Regions from separate parts of the Sus scrofa genome. Here region 2 is linked to region 1. A link is a contact called in public HiChIP or PLAC-seq data. All regions are on one chromosome and are shown on one strand. Each heading gives the region's core, a stretch centred on a gene start, on an enhancer-like site or on the middle of the called end of the contact. The rest is flanking DNA. Distances are from core to core; before and after follow the strand shown.

Evidence for each region. HiChIP or PLAC-seq counts read pairs in DNA pulled down with a chosen protein or histone mark.
Region 2: an H3K27ac HiChIP or PLAC-seq map of alveolar macrophages shows a contact between it and region 1. The contact joins two enhancer-like sites. A contact is called at or near these places in 5 of 47 Hi-C or Micro-C datasets (alveolar macrophages, blood and embryonic fibroblasts) and 1 of 2 datasets of contacts at active chromatin or transcription factors (alveolar macrophages).

What each region holds. Positions count from the first base shown.
Region 1 is chr6:82,486,561-82,492,396 of Sscrofa11.1, forward strand. No RefSeq gene overlaps it. Among named protein-coding and RNA genes, the nearest start is that of CLIC4, 88 kb to the left of the region's middle. Within about 2 kb of position 3,256, at least 29 of the 83 cell types and tissues checked have an H3K27ac peak or open chromatin away from gene starts, as enhancers often do. A contact at or near this core is called in alveolar macrophages, where this site is marked.
Region 2 is chr6:82,556,695-82,562,235 of Sscrofa11.1, forward strand. It overlaps RUNX3 (runt-related transcription factor 3), which reads right to left. Exons shown (of 6, transcript XM_021095592.1): 2 at 3,564-3,847; 3 at 1,522-1,678. Among named protein-coding and RNA genes, the nearest start is that of RUNX3, 36 kb to the right of the region's middle. Within about 2 kb of position 3,982, at least 19 of the 83 cell types and tissues checked have an H3K27ac peak or open chromatin away from gene starts, as enhancers often do. A contact at or near this core is called in alveolar macrophages, where this site is marked.

The DNA of each region.
Region 1 (5,836 bases), core at 2,006-4,505:
TATGTTTGAATAAAAGTTCAATTTAAATGTCATCTAGAGAGTTCCTTGATGGCCCAACAGGTTAAGGATTTGGCATTGTCACTGCTGTGATGCATGTTCAGTCCCTGGCCCAGGAACTTCCATATACCGTGGGTGCAGCCAAAAAAAAAGTCATCCAAAATATATTCTTAAAAGGGAAAAAGGAAAAAAGAAAAAAAAAAAAGAATTGTGCTAATAGTGGCTGCTCAACTTTATGAATTTAATAATAGTAATAAAAATTTTTCATCTAAAATGGATGAATTCTACAGTTTATAAATTATACCTCAATAAAGCTGTTTGAAAAAAAAATAAAACACAAATCTGAGGTTAAGAATTCATTGTATGGGTTTAATATCAGAGCACACAGCCAAAGACATGATCAGCACTTGAAGATAGACTGATAGAAAAAATTCAAAATTAAGCAAAGAGAGTAAAAAGAATGCACAAACAACAACAAAAACAAGAAGCGTATAAGAGACATGTGGAACACAATCTAAAGATAGACATGTAATCGAAGTCCCGGACATAAAAGGAAATGCGGCAGAAGCAATATTCGATGACATAATGGCTGAGCATTTTCCAAAATTGTTGACGACATCAACCCACAGATTCATAAAACTCAGCAAACACATTATGGAATAAGAGAGAAAAAAAAAAAACAAGCAAAAACCAGAAACACTATACCTAAGAATATTATGGTCAAATTGCTGAACACCAAGGACAAAGAAAATCCTAATGACAGGGAGGGACATCATCTTTGAAGGAGCGATGACTGCTTTTCAGCAGAAACTTTGAAAGCCAGAGTCTTTAAAGTACTGAGAAAGATTTGCCAACTTAGAATTGTCTACTTAGTGAAAACATCCTCAACAATGAAGGCAAAATAAAGGCATGTTCAGGCAGATGCAAGCTGAGAATTTGGCACCAGCAGACGTGGGTATGAGAAAACACTTAAGGAAGTGCTTTAGCCCGAAGGACTTCAGCAGATGGTAGTATGAAACCGGAAGGAAGAATGAAGGATAATGGAAAGGGTAAATAATAGGCAAAGATAAAAGAACATTGACCGTTTAAACAATATCTTGAAGACATATAATGTGGAATACATAACAGTATATATAAATGCATACACATACACGCATAGTATATAATGTATACTATATATACCATATTATATATACCGTATGCTATACACACTATATAGTATCCAGTATATACTGTATATACTGTATAGGTGGAAAGGTGGAAGGAAGGGAAGCAGAGTTCTGTACTTGTATGATCCTTATATTATTTGGCAAATGGTAAAAGTACTAGTTTCAGAAAATGATAGTAGATCTTAGATAAATATTGTAATCTGTAGGGTCACTGCTAAGCTAATTATGAGAATAACTTAAAAAATCTAAGATTCAAGGGTAAAATGGAATTTAAAAAAAATCAAATCCAAAAGAAAGGATAAGAGGACTAAAGGAACAAGGGACAGGACCAGTTGGAAAAATAGCAAAAGGTTAGCTGTAGGAGTTCCCATCGTGGCTCAGTGGTTAATGAACCCAGCTAGGATCCATGAGGATACAGGTTCAATCGCTGGCCTCACTCAGTGGGTTAAGGATTCGGCGTTGCCGTGAACTGTGGTGTAGGTCGCAGACATGGCTCAGATCTGGCATTGCTGTGGCTGTGGTGTAGGCTAGGGGCTATGGCTCTGATTCGACCCCTAGCCTGGGAACCTCCATGTGCCATGGGTGTGGCCCTAGAAAAGACAAAAAAAAAGTTAGCTATAAACCCTACACCATATTACATGAAATGTAAGTGGGCTAAACCAATTACAAGGAAGTGTTAAACTGTATTTAAAACAATTACAAGACAAACATATTTATAAGAAACAAACTTTATGAGGATAAAAAGTTGAAATTAAGGGATGAAACAGTCAAATAATTGACCACAAACAAAAGAAAGTAGGTATAACCATTTATCATACAAAGCAGGCTTCGAGGCAAGAGGTATTACTACAGACAAAGAAGGCATCTTATAGGACATTTATAATGTCCTTTTATGATGATGGAAAGTTTATTCACTAGGAAGACATAATAGTCTTAAATTTACATGAACCTAATAACAGTCTTGGATACATACAGCAAATGTTAACGAAGCTAAAAGGAGAAGAAAGTATGCCATCATAATTGGAGTTTTTAACATAGCTCTCCACTAACTGATACACGAGCAGGGACTGTCCCCTCCCCACAAACTCAGTAAGGAATAGCAGATTTCAATAACACAATTAACCACTTCGACCTAATACTGGAACACTATATCCAACAACTGCCCAACGCACATTCTTTTCAAGCATGTGGAGCTTTTAGCAAAGTAATCCAACATGTTTAACCATAAAGCAAGGCCTCCACAAAGTTCAAAGAAATGAAATTGTACTGAGTATGTTCTCTGCAGTGGAACTGAAATAGAGATTAATAATTTCTATTATTGATATAGATTGATAATATTCTATTATTGCTGAAAGACAGCAAGAAAACTCTCCAGAATAAGGAAACAGTTGTAGCAAGTGCAGCAAGCCTATACCCTACACTGAAATTTAAAATTTTAATTTAACAAACATATGTGCAGTGAGCCAGAATTATTCTAAGTACTTTGCATATGTTAACTGGGTCTTCCTAACAATCCTGTGAGATAGAGACTGCTTCCCACTTTATGGATGAGGAAACTGAGGCACAGGGATGTTAAGAAACTTGCTCAAGGCCACACAGCTAGTAAGTGACAGCCAGAATTAAGAGCCCAGAGGAGCCCGTAGCAATAAGTGGATCGTGCCCTGCAATCTTTAGAAGTGCTTCTGTCCTTTTTTCTCATTAGGATGGACTTGGCTCCTTGACCCAGGACAGCAAAGATAAATGGGTTGGTTGCCAGGTAAGCAGAGCCTAGCTAGAGTCAATCTATTCTTGTATTTCTTCCCTGGGGCAGGCCTCTTGCAAGGAACCGAAGGTAGAGGATCCAGGCCCAGACAAGGCCCGCATCTCCCAGGAGACTTACCTCCCCAGGGGCTCTACCACCTGCTGAGGAGGCAGTGGCCGCGCCAGAGTCCCTGAAGCCTTGGCCGACTTTCCTTGCCTCGCGTGGTCTTCCTAAAATGACCAGCAGGAGGCGCAGGCTCCTTTCCATTCGGCCCCGCGGCTGCAAGCAGGGACGTGACAGCTGCAGGACCTCGTCGGTTTGCGGAGCCGGCAGCTCGGTTCAGCCGCGTGGAGGGCTTCCTTCCTCTTTATCAGATCTGTCACGCCTGCCGCGCTGTGAAGGCACCTCCGGCCCCTTCCCTCCTTCCTGTGTCGAACGGACGCTCCCCGCGCCGCCGCTCACCTACAGCGCGGCGCCTGCCGCCCCGCCGGAGGCCCGGCCGGCCCTGTCGCACCCTTTGCGGGGGGCAGGGCCGTGCTTTGAGGTCGGGTCGCCGGGGGCTTTGGCTGCCCCCGGCCGGGAGCCCCGCGCCTGGTTCTTGCAGCCCTTTCGCACTTCTGCACGCGCTGGGTTCTCACTGGCCCGCGGGGCGGCTGGAGGAAGCGCCTCGGAAGCCAAACTGACAGGTCTGGTGGCGGTTGGGACGAGGAGGGAGGGGTGCCGCCGCGGTTAGCGCCCGGGCTCCTCCCCGCTTCGCCCCTGCGCCGCCGGCAGCGCGTGCCAACTACCGCGCCAGGGGTTCAGAGCCGCGGGTCGCAGCTCCCGCAGGTGCCGCACGCGGAGCCCAGCTGATTGCCGCTGGGAGAGCTGATGCAGCCCGCACACGAGACCCTCCCGCATGCCCCTCGGAGGGGGGCTCCGCGCCCAGAGCTGAATGTGACTGTCTCTAGGAGGAGGGTCCTGGTCTGCAGACTGCCCTGGAGGGAGCAGTGGCCTCAAGAGAGGCGAGCTGCCCTCAGAGCGGCCTTTGGGAGGATAAAAAAGAAATCCAGTGACACCTTTCTGATCCTATTTCTTATTTTATATATTTCAGTTTCTTCTAGTGTTCTCTCTTTCTCTCGTTTCCTCAGTCAAAGAAGAACAAAGGATCTTTGGTGTTCCCTGGTGGCCTAGTGGTTAAGCCGGCATTGTCATTTGCTGTGGCTCTGGTCACTACTGTGGCCTGGGCTGGGTTCCTGGTCTGAGAACTTCCACATGCTCCAGGTGTGGGGCCAAAAAAAAAATGCATAAATGATGTTCATTAAACACGATGTGCCAGTTACAGTACTGAGTTTATATACCTATAGGTATAAATATGTTTTTAAAATATGTAACCGTTTCAAGTCTTTCATCTTGTCAACACTCCATTGGAGTTAGAGATGGTTATTAACCCTCTTTTAAAGGTAAGGAGCTTCAAGCATAGAGAGATTCAAGCTCACACAGCTAGGAATGGATCAAGGCCATCTGGCTCCAGAGCTTAACCATCAGAGCGCTGGGTACCATGCTGTCACCTTTCCTTTGTTGGGAGGGGCTCAAACTGGGGACTCAGGAAGGCTGATTTCATGGCCCAGCTGTGAAGCAGCAGCCCGGAGCTCCCCAAGTGCACTTTTCTCGTGGGGTGGTCAGAAGTTCCTGGGCTGTACCGTGTTTCGCTCCAGCCTGCCAAGCGCCAGGCATGTCGGGACAATGCCAGTGAGCTAAAGGCTCTAATACCATGCACCAAGCATACCTGTGCTCCATTTTTGTTTGTAAGGGAGGGTCCTGTTTGGTGAGAGGGGACTCTGGGGGCCGGGGGAGCACAAGGGTCTTTTCCGCCACCTGGGCTCTGAGATGTAACTCTCTGTTGTCTGCAGAGGTCACTGTAGGCCAGTGAAATCTGACTGTGGCTGACCAGGAGGTTTCCCCACCGAGGAAGTGGCAGGAGAAGAAAAGCTCAGTGATAGCTCCCTTCCCCTTCCTTCATCAGAAACAGTGTCATTTCAACGATGTCCTCTCATTTTCTGGAATAGTTTCCCCAAATCTCTACAGGTGCTCTAGGAATCCCATGGCCCTTGCCAGAAACTTAAGGTTACCTGATTTTATTATTATTTGTCTTTTAGGGCCACACCCACGGCACATGGAGGTTCCCAGGCTAGGGGTTGAATCAGAACAGCAGCTGCCAACCTACACCACAGCCACAGCAATATAGGGTCTGAGCCTCATCTGTAGCCTACACCACAGCTCATGGCAATGCCGGATCCTTAACCCATGGAGCAAGGCCAGCTATCGAACCTGGTTCCTGATGGATACCAGTCAGATTCGTTTCCGCTGAGGCACAGCGGAACTCCCGAATTTAATTGTTTTAAAAATTGATGTTAAAGACAAAAATGTAAATGAACTGGAGCCCAACTGGTGCACGATACTGGTTTGACTATCAATAGAGGATTTTTTTTTTTCTTAAAGAAAAATTCTGCCATGTTCTAAAGATACCTTTCACCGTGGTGGTCCAAAAAAACTTTCATTATCAGAGGCTTTTTAGAAGGCCCAGTGACAGCGAGCTAGAAGTACTCCAGCACCTTTGGCTCACCAGTGAATGAACTAAGGGTGAGAGACTTGCCCAAGGTCCTGTAGGTGGTTAATTGCAGCATGGGGACCCCAGGACAGTGCTCTCAGGACGAGACAGCGGATTTGGCTGTCACGATGGCTACCATGTAGGGGCACAGTTGTTACCCCTTCTTGATCCCCTTGTCCTTGGCTTGCAGGGGGTCCTTGACGTAATAAGGCATGGGTTTAACAAATAGTCCTTGGCATCCAGAATCTTGATCTCATGTTAAAACACACTTAACTGTATGAGATGCTCCATTCATTAAAAAATAACACTCTGGAGCTCCTTCTGGGCACAAGGCACTGG
Region 2 (5,541 bases), core at 2,732-5,231, 71 kb after region 1:
AGCCGTAGGATACCCTACTCCTGATGCTTGGGTGGGCTCCCAGGACGGACTCCCCTTTGGCTGCAGCTAGAGGGGGCTTCCCTCGCCACCGCCACCTGGGCTGGGGAACCCGGCCACCACACCTCCGTCCCCGCTGCACCCAAGCGACCAGTGGCAAGTAACTCTCCACTCAGAGCTGGGGCTGGGATTTAGTTGCAAAAGGCTTGAGAGATTGGGGATGACAAAAGGGGCTTGGAGACTAATTAGGAGCAGCAATGAAAGCTTAATTCATAAAAGCAAACATTTTCCATCCATCAACCTGCAACCAGTTAAGGGCAACGTTTGAAAGAAATCTGTGCGTGGGGAAGGGAGCCAACAGGAACAGGAAATGTTTGAAAGAATGTAAACTATTTCAGTTTCATAAAAAGTAACAAGTAAACAGTTATTACATGCAAATAATGCCCTGGTTTTAATTAATGCTGAAAAGTCAAAATATGTTTGACATTTGTATGTATACACTGAACGGCTGGAGAAGAAAAAATGGTGCCCAGATGCCCGTTTCCGAGGCGGCTCAGAGGGAACTAAAACCTTAAGAAGGTCCTGTTTATTGGTGATGAAAAGTACAATTCTGCCTCAGCCTCTATGGAGACTGGAAGCAGAGGGAGCCTCGATTACTTTCTTAAGGAGCTGGAGGGGCAGGCTGGTGCCTGGGAAGGGCACTCCCCACTTTTCCGCAGGCTGGTCTTAAAGGGCCAGTGAGTCTCCATGTTCGCCCGGGCAGGGGTTCTCGGACTTTTCCACCCAGAAGTGATGATCGGTTTCAGGTCCCAGCTGCCTCCCACTCAACAGCCCCTGACAGCAGCCACCGTGGCGGCTGGTTCTGCCTTCCTCCATAGGGTCCGAGGAAGATCAGAGAGGCAGGGTGGCACGCCGACACTGATTCTACAGGGCTTCAAAGCACACTCTCCAACCTTCAGCATCCTGCATGCATTCGTTTCTTTTCTCAACCACCTTGAGGCTCTAAGGACTGCCCAAACTGTGGCCAGCTGTGGCTCTGGGAGACCACAGCTGGGGAGAGGCAGCCTCAAAGTGCGGGGAAGACTCCACCCGAGTGGGGAGAGCGGCTAGGGTGCTTGGCCCCAAAGACCAAAGAGTTGTCTAAACCCGCCTCTAAGCACCTTGCCGAGAAAGATCCATGAGGCCCCATTTTGAGCTTGTTAATCCACGGTCTTCTCCCCGTATCTTTTGTGAGACCAGGGCGCTTAATCGGGAAAGAGAGGAGGCGGGAAAGGCTTCACGCGTTAGTAGACCCCAGAAGCGGGGAGAAAGTTGTGTCTTTTCTGGCAAAAGACCTTAACTTTTCTGACATCCTCAAAAGGGCCTGCAATACCCTAAGGGGTTCCAAACTGCTGTTTAGAGAGAGCTGGGCCTGGAGACCTGTTTCTGGGGCTGCCACTGGGACCCCGAGGCCTCCCTCTCACCTCCCCCAGCCTCCTGTGCCATTGCCAAAGTGGGGCTGGCGCGTTTTTCCCTCCCGCTCACCTCGCCCACTGCGGCCCACGAAGCGAAGGTCGTTGAACCTGGCCACCTGGTTCTTCATGACAGCCGAGGCATTGCGCAGCTCAGCGGAGTAGTTCTCATCGTTGCCTGCCATCACTGTCACCACCGTTCCATCGGGCACATCCCCCAGCGCCACCACCTGAGGGCATGGGGGCAGGGGGACAGCTTAGGAAGGTAGTGGCCAGGGAAAGAAGGGGAGGGGCTGGGCGGGCAGCTCCCCAAGGTCCCAGGCGCACTGCGGATTTTTCAAATGCGGGCGGAGCAGAGGCTTCAAAACAATAGAGACTTGCCCCCAGATACGACAAAACCCAGAAGGCAAAAATCTCTACCTTCCACCCCTAAATCCTAGAACAACTGGTTAAGCCACGTTCTGAAAAACGGATCCGTTCAATGAAATTAAATCGAGGTGAAAGCAGTGAATGGGCACAGGCGCTCTGTCGGGGGCGCAGTTCCTCTCTTCCCTTCGGCTTGGGCAAAAGAGGAATCAACATGCTCCTAGCAACCAAGTCCCTAAGTAAAAATAAGATCAACAACAATAATAGTGGGACTGCTCCCCACATTCAGCTCTCCTGCGAGAGCCCTTTAGGGTATGAGATTTAGCCCTGAAATACGGTCCAGGTCCGGTTTATCTGCCTCTGCAGAGCCCGAATTCGTTATGCAGGGAAAATGTAAAATACAAAACAAACTGGTGTTTTGCGGTGGTGGTATAGAAAACCCCTTTAAAGTGAGAGAGGGGCTTTTGATAGCAGGAGCATGCACCTGCTGGGAATTGCAGCATGGGGGTGGGGCGCCCCCCCATACCGTCTCCCCCACCCCCCACCCGGAGGAGTGTGGGGAGGCAGATGCCTTTTGAAAAGGAATCAGACTGCAAACGCAGTCACAGCCATTTAAACGTGGCCACCGCGTGCAGGGACTAGGGATCCAGATGGTAAAAATTTCAAGGAGAAAATGTTTGGGGTCTGATTAAAAAGGCCAGATTTCCTGTCAACATCCTGTCTTCTTTTAATTTCAAAGATTCCTTTTAAGCTCCAAGTGACAGTAAAACCTCCGATCTGAGGATTAAAGTCACACGGGCCTCCCCCTCCCCCTCCTCCTCGGGAGATTTTCCCCACTGGTATTTTAAGATGTCACCCGGGAGACCTCAAAGAGCCACTCATCCTTTTTTCCAATTTGGAGTCCTCTTAATGGGACCAAGGACGGCCTCAGCTGCCAGGAGCCGCTGTTTCCAGCCACCTCGGGGCACCGCCACCCCCAGGCTCTGGCCCTTCCTGCCTTGCCCTTTCTCACGGCAGCTGTGAGAGGTTTAGGGGAAAACCAAGGCGTTTTCGTTTCATCTCGCTGCCCCCTTAAAAAAAATGAAAATGAAACAGTCGCCTACTCCCCAGTAAAGAGCAAAAGCTCCTCTGAATGACTGGGGGCTGCCAGGGGTGGCAGAGCCCCCACTCTCTGCCTGACCTACGGGATTCTGGCCGCAATCGTTTAGGGTTCAGTGCCCTCGATCCCGGCCTAGAGTTGCCTGGTGTAAAATTTCAGAAGCCAGGGGTTGACGGTGTGAGCAGGAAGTGTTTCTGAAGCGGTGCAGGAGGAGGGGTGCTGGCAGTGGAGGGTAGGCCCTCTCCACCCTCCGCACCCCACCTCCGGTGGCCTCGCCCTGGTCCCGGGGCTCCTCTGCCCCGGGGCTCGCAGGGCTGTGTTTGAGGGATCCGGGTTGGGGAAGAGCGAAGCCCCATACGCCCGTTTCCGCATCAACGACTCTCTGCAGGGCTCCCCAAAGGTGGAGAGGGCAAACCTCCTAAAAGCCATCCGTGTCGGTGCATCCGAGAAGGAACGCCTAAGTGCCCGGGCGGAGTGTGCAACGAGACCGAAAGCGCCCTTGGCCCGGCTGCTGGGCTCTCGCAGCAGGGTCGCGGGCACATCGCCTTCGTTCCCGGGGCCCTGGCTCCCGGGGCCCTGCCTCCTGCAGCTGAGACGACCGGCGGCGCAGGGCCGGTGCGGTGCCCTCCCGCCCCGGGCCCCGCACTCACCTTGAAAGCGACGGGCAGCGTCTTGTTGCAGCGCCAATGCGAGGGCAGAACGGAGCAGAGGAAGTTGGGGCTGTCGGTGCGCACCAGCTCGCCCGCGTGGTCCGCCAACACGTCCACCATCGAGCGCACCTCGGGCCGGGCGCGCCCGCCGGGCCCCACGGCCGCCTGCGCGCTCAGCGCGCCGCTGTTCTCGCCCATCTTGCCTCCGCCGCCGCCGCCGCCGCCGCCGCCGCCGCAGGGGAAGGCCGTGGAGGGAGGTGTGAAGCGGCGGCTGGTGCTCGGGTCTACAGGAATACGCATAACAGCGGCCGTCAGGGCGCCGGGCGGGCGGCGGCGGCGCGGCTCCCCCAGGGGCAGCCGGCGCGGGCGCCTCCGCCGCCTCCGCTGCCGCGAGAAGCGGGAAAGCAGAAGCAGTCGGGCTGGGGCCTCAGGGCGCAGGGGGCGGCGCCCGGGGACGCCCCGCCGGGGCCCGCCCGCCGCGAGGCCTCGCTGCCCCGACGGCCGCGCGCAGCCGGCCCGCTACTCCCGCATCTTGGGCGCGCAGCCCGCGTGCGGCCGCTCCTCGCGGCGGTCCCGGCTGCCTCGGTCACCGCAGAGCCCGCGCGCGGGCTGTGCTGCGGCTGCTGCCGCCGCCTCCCGCCCCCGCAGCCCGCTAGCGGCCGCCCCACCGACTCTGCGGCCGCAGCCCCAGAACAAATCCTCGAGAATCAAGTGGCGGCGCCGCAGCCGCCCGCGCGGGGTTAGTACCCCGGGGCCCGCGAGGGCGGGGCCGGCCCGAGCGACGCGTCGCGCAGCCAATCGGAACCCCCATCGCTGGCACCTCGGCAGTGCTCGAGGGGGAGGAACGGGGACCGCCGAAGGCCGCCCTGTGGGGAGGGGCAGAAGGCTCCGCCCCGCCGAGGACTCCTGGGGTCGGGGGCCGGCCGCGCTACAGCCCGGGCTCCTCGGGAGTTCTGGGGAGATGGAGCCGAGGCTAAGAATTTGTTTAAAACGTCCAGGCCCTCCAGAAGGCTCTTTTGCTGCTGCCCCTTAACGCGGGGGCTGCAGCTCCCCTTCTGTCGCCCTTCCCCGTCGCCCGCAGCCAGGCCTTTCCAGCTCCAGTTGTTTTCGGCCTGTGAAGCCTAAACTAGGGGTCGCTGGGGCCTCAAGGCTGGTGACATCGAGCGAAGATCTGCCCCCAAAGAGGCTGCTCACCTCCTCTACCTGCCCTCAAATTATTTTGACCCAAGACCCTCCTCCACTGCACACGGAGAAACAACGGCCTCTGCAGCTCCCAGCCCTGTGCGACTTGCGTCCCGGCCTGGGGCCGCAGTGCCAACTTGGGGACGGAGGGAAGGGTGTCCCTCACGCGCCTGCCTCGGCTTGGAGTAGAGTAACCCCATTCCTCTCCGCTCTCTCCTCAAAACAATTTTCAGGATTCCGCAGGCCTCGCTGCGTCGTTCTTCGTTGTGGCGGCCTGTGGGTCTTTGAACAACACGATGGGACCTGAAAAACGCGATTTCTCCCCACCCTCGTGCTCATGTAACCACGGTCCTGCATCGTGAAAGAAAGGACCCGAGTCCGGGGCGAGGAGAAAACTATGCAGAGAGTGCGGGAATGGCCGCAAAGCTAAGGGCTCTGGCTCCCAAAGAAGGGAATTAACACCCACAACGTGGATACAAACTGGCCCCCGTGGGTCCACGCCCGGGGGGCTGCGCTGGAGCCAGGCGGCAGGGACACAGACAGCTCCACCGAGGCACTGTCTCCTCGCGGGCCCTGGGTCCTCGCTCCTACCACAGGCCCCCGGGGCCCAACCACGCCCGGCGGCAAACAGGCAAACATCCCTTCCTCTCCCTCTTCTCAGGCCAGGCAAGCCGGCCTAGGGACGGGTTACATCGGAGAGGGGAACTAGAAAGCTCAAGCCCGCCTTCACTCTGGATTGTCCCTCCAGACGCACTCCCTGGAGTCTGGGCAACGAACGCGTGCTGAGAAACTCCCT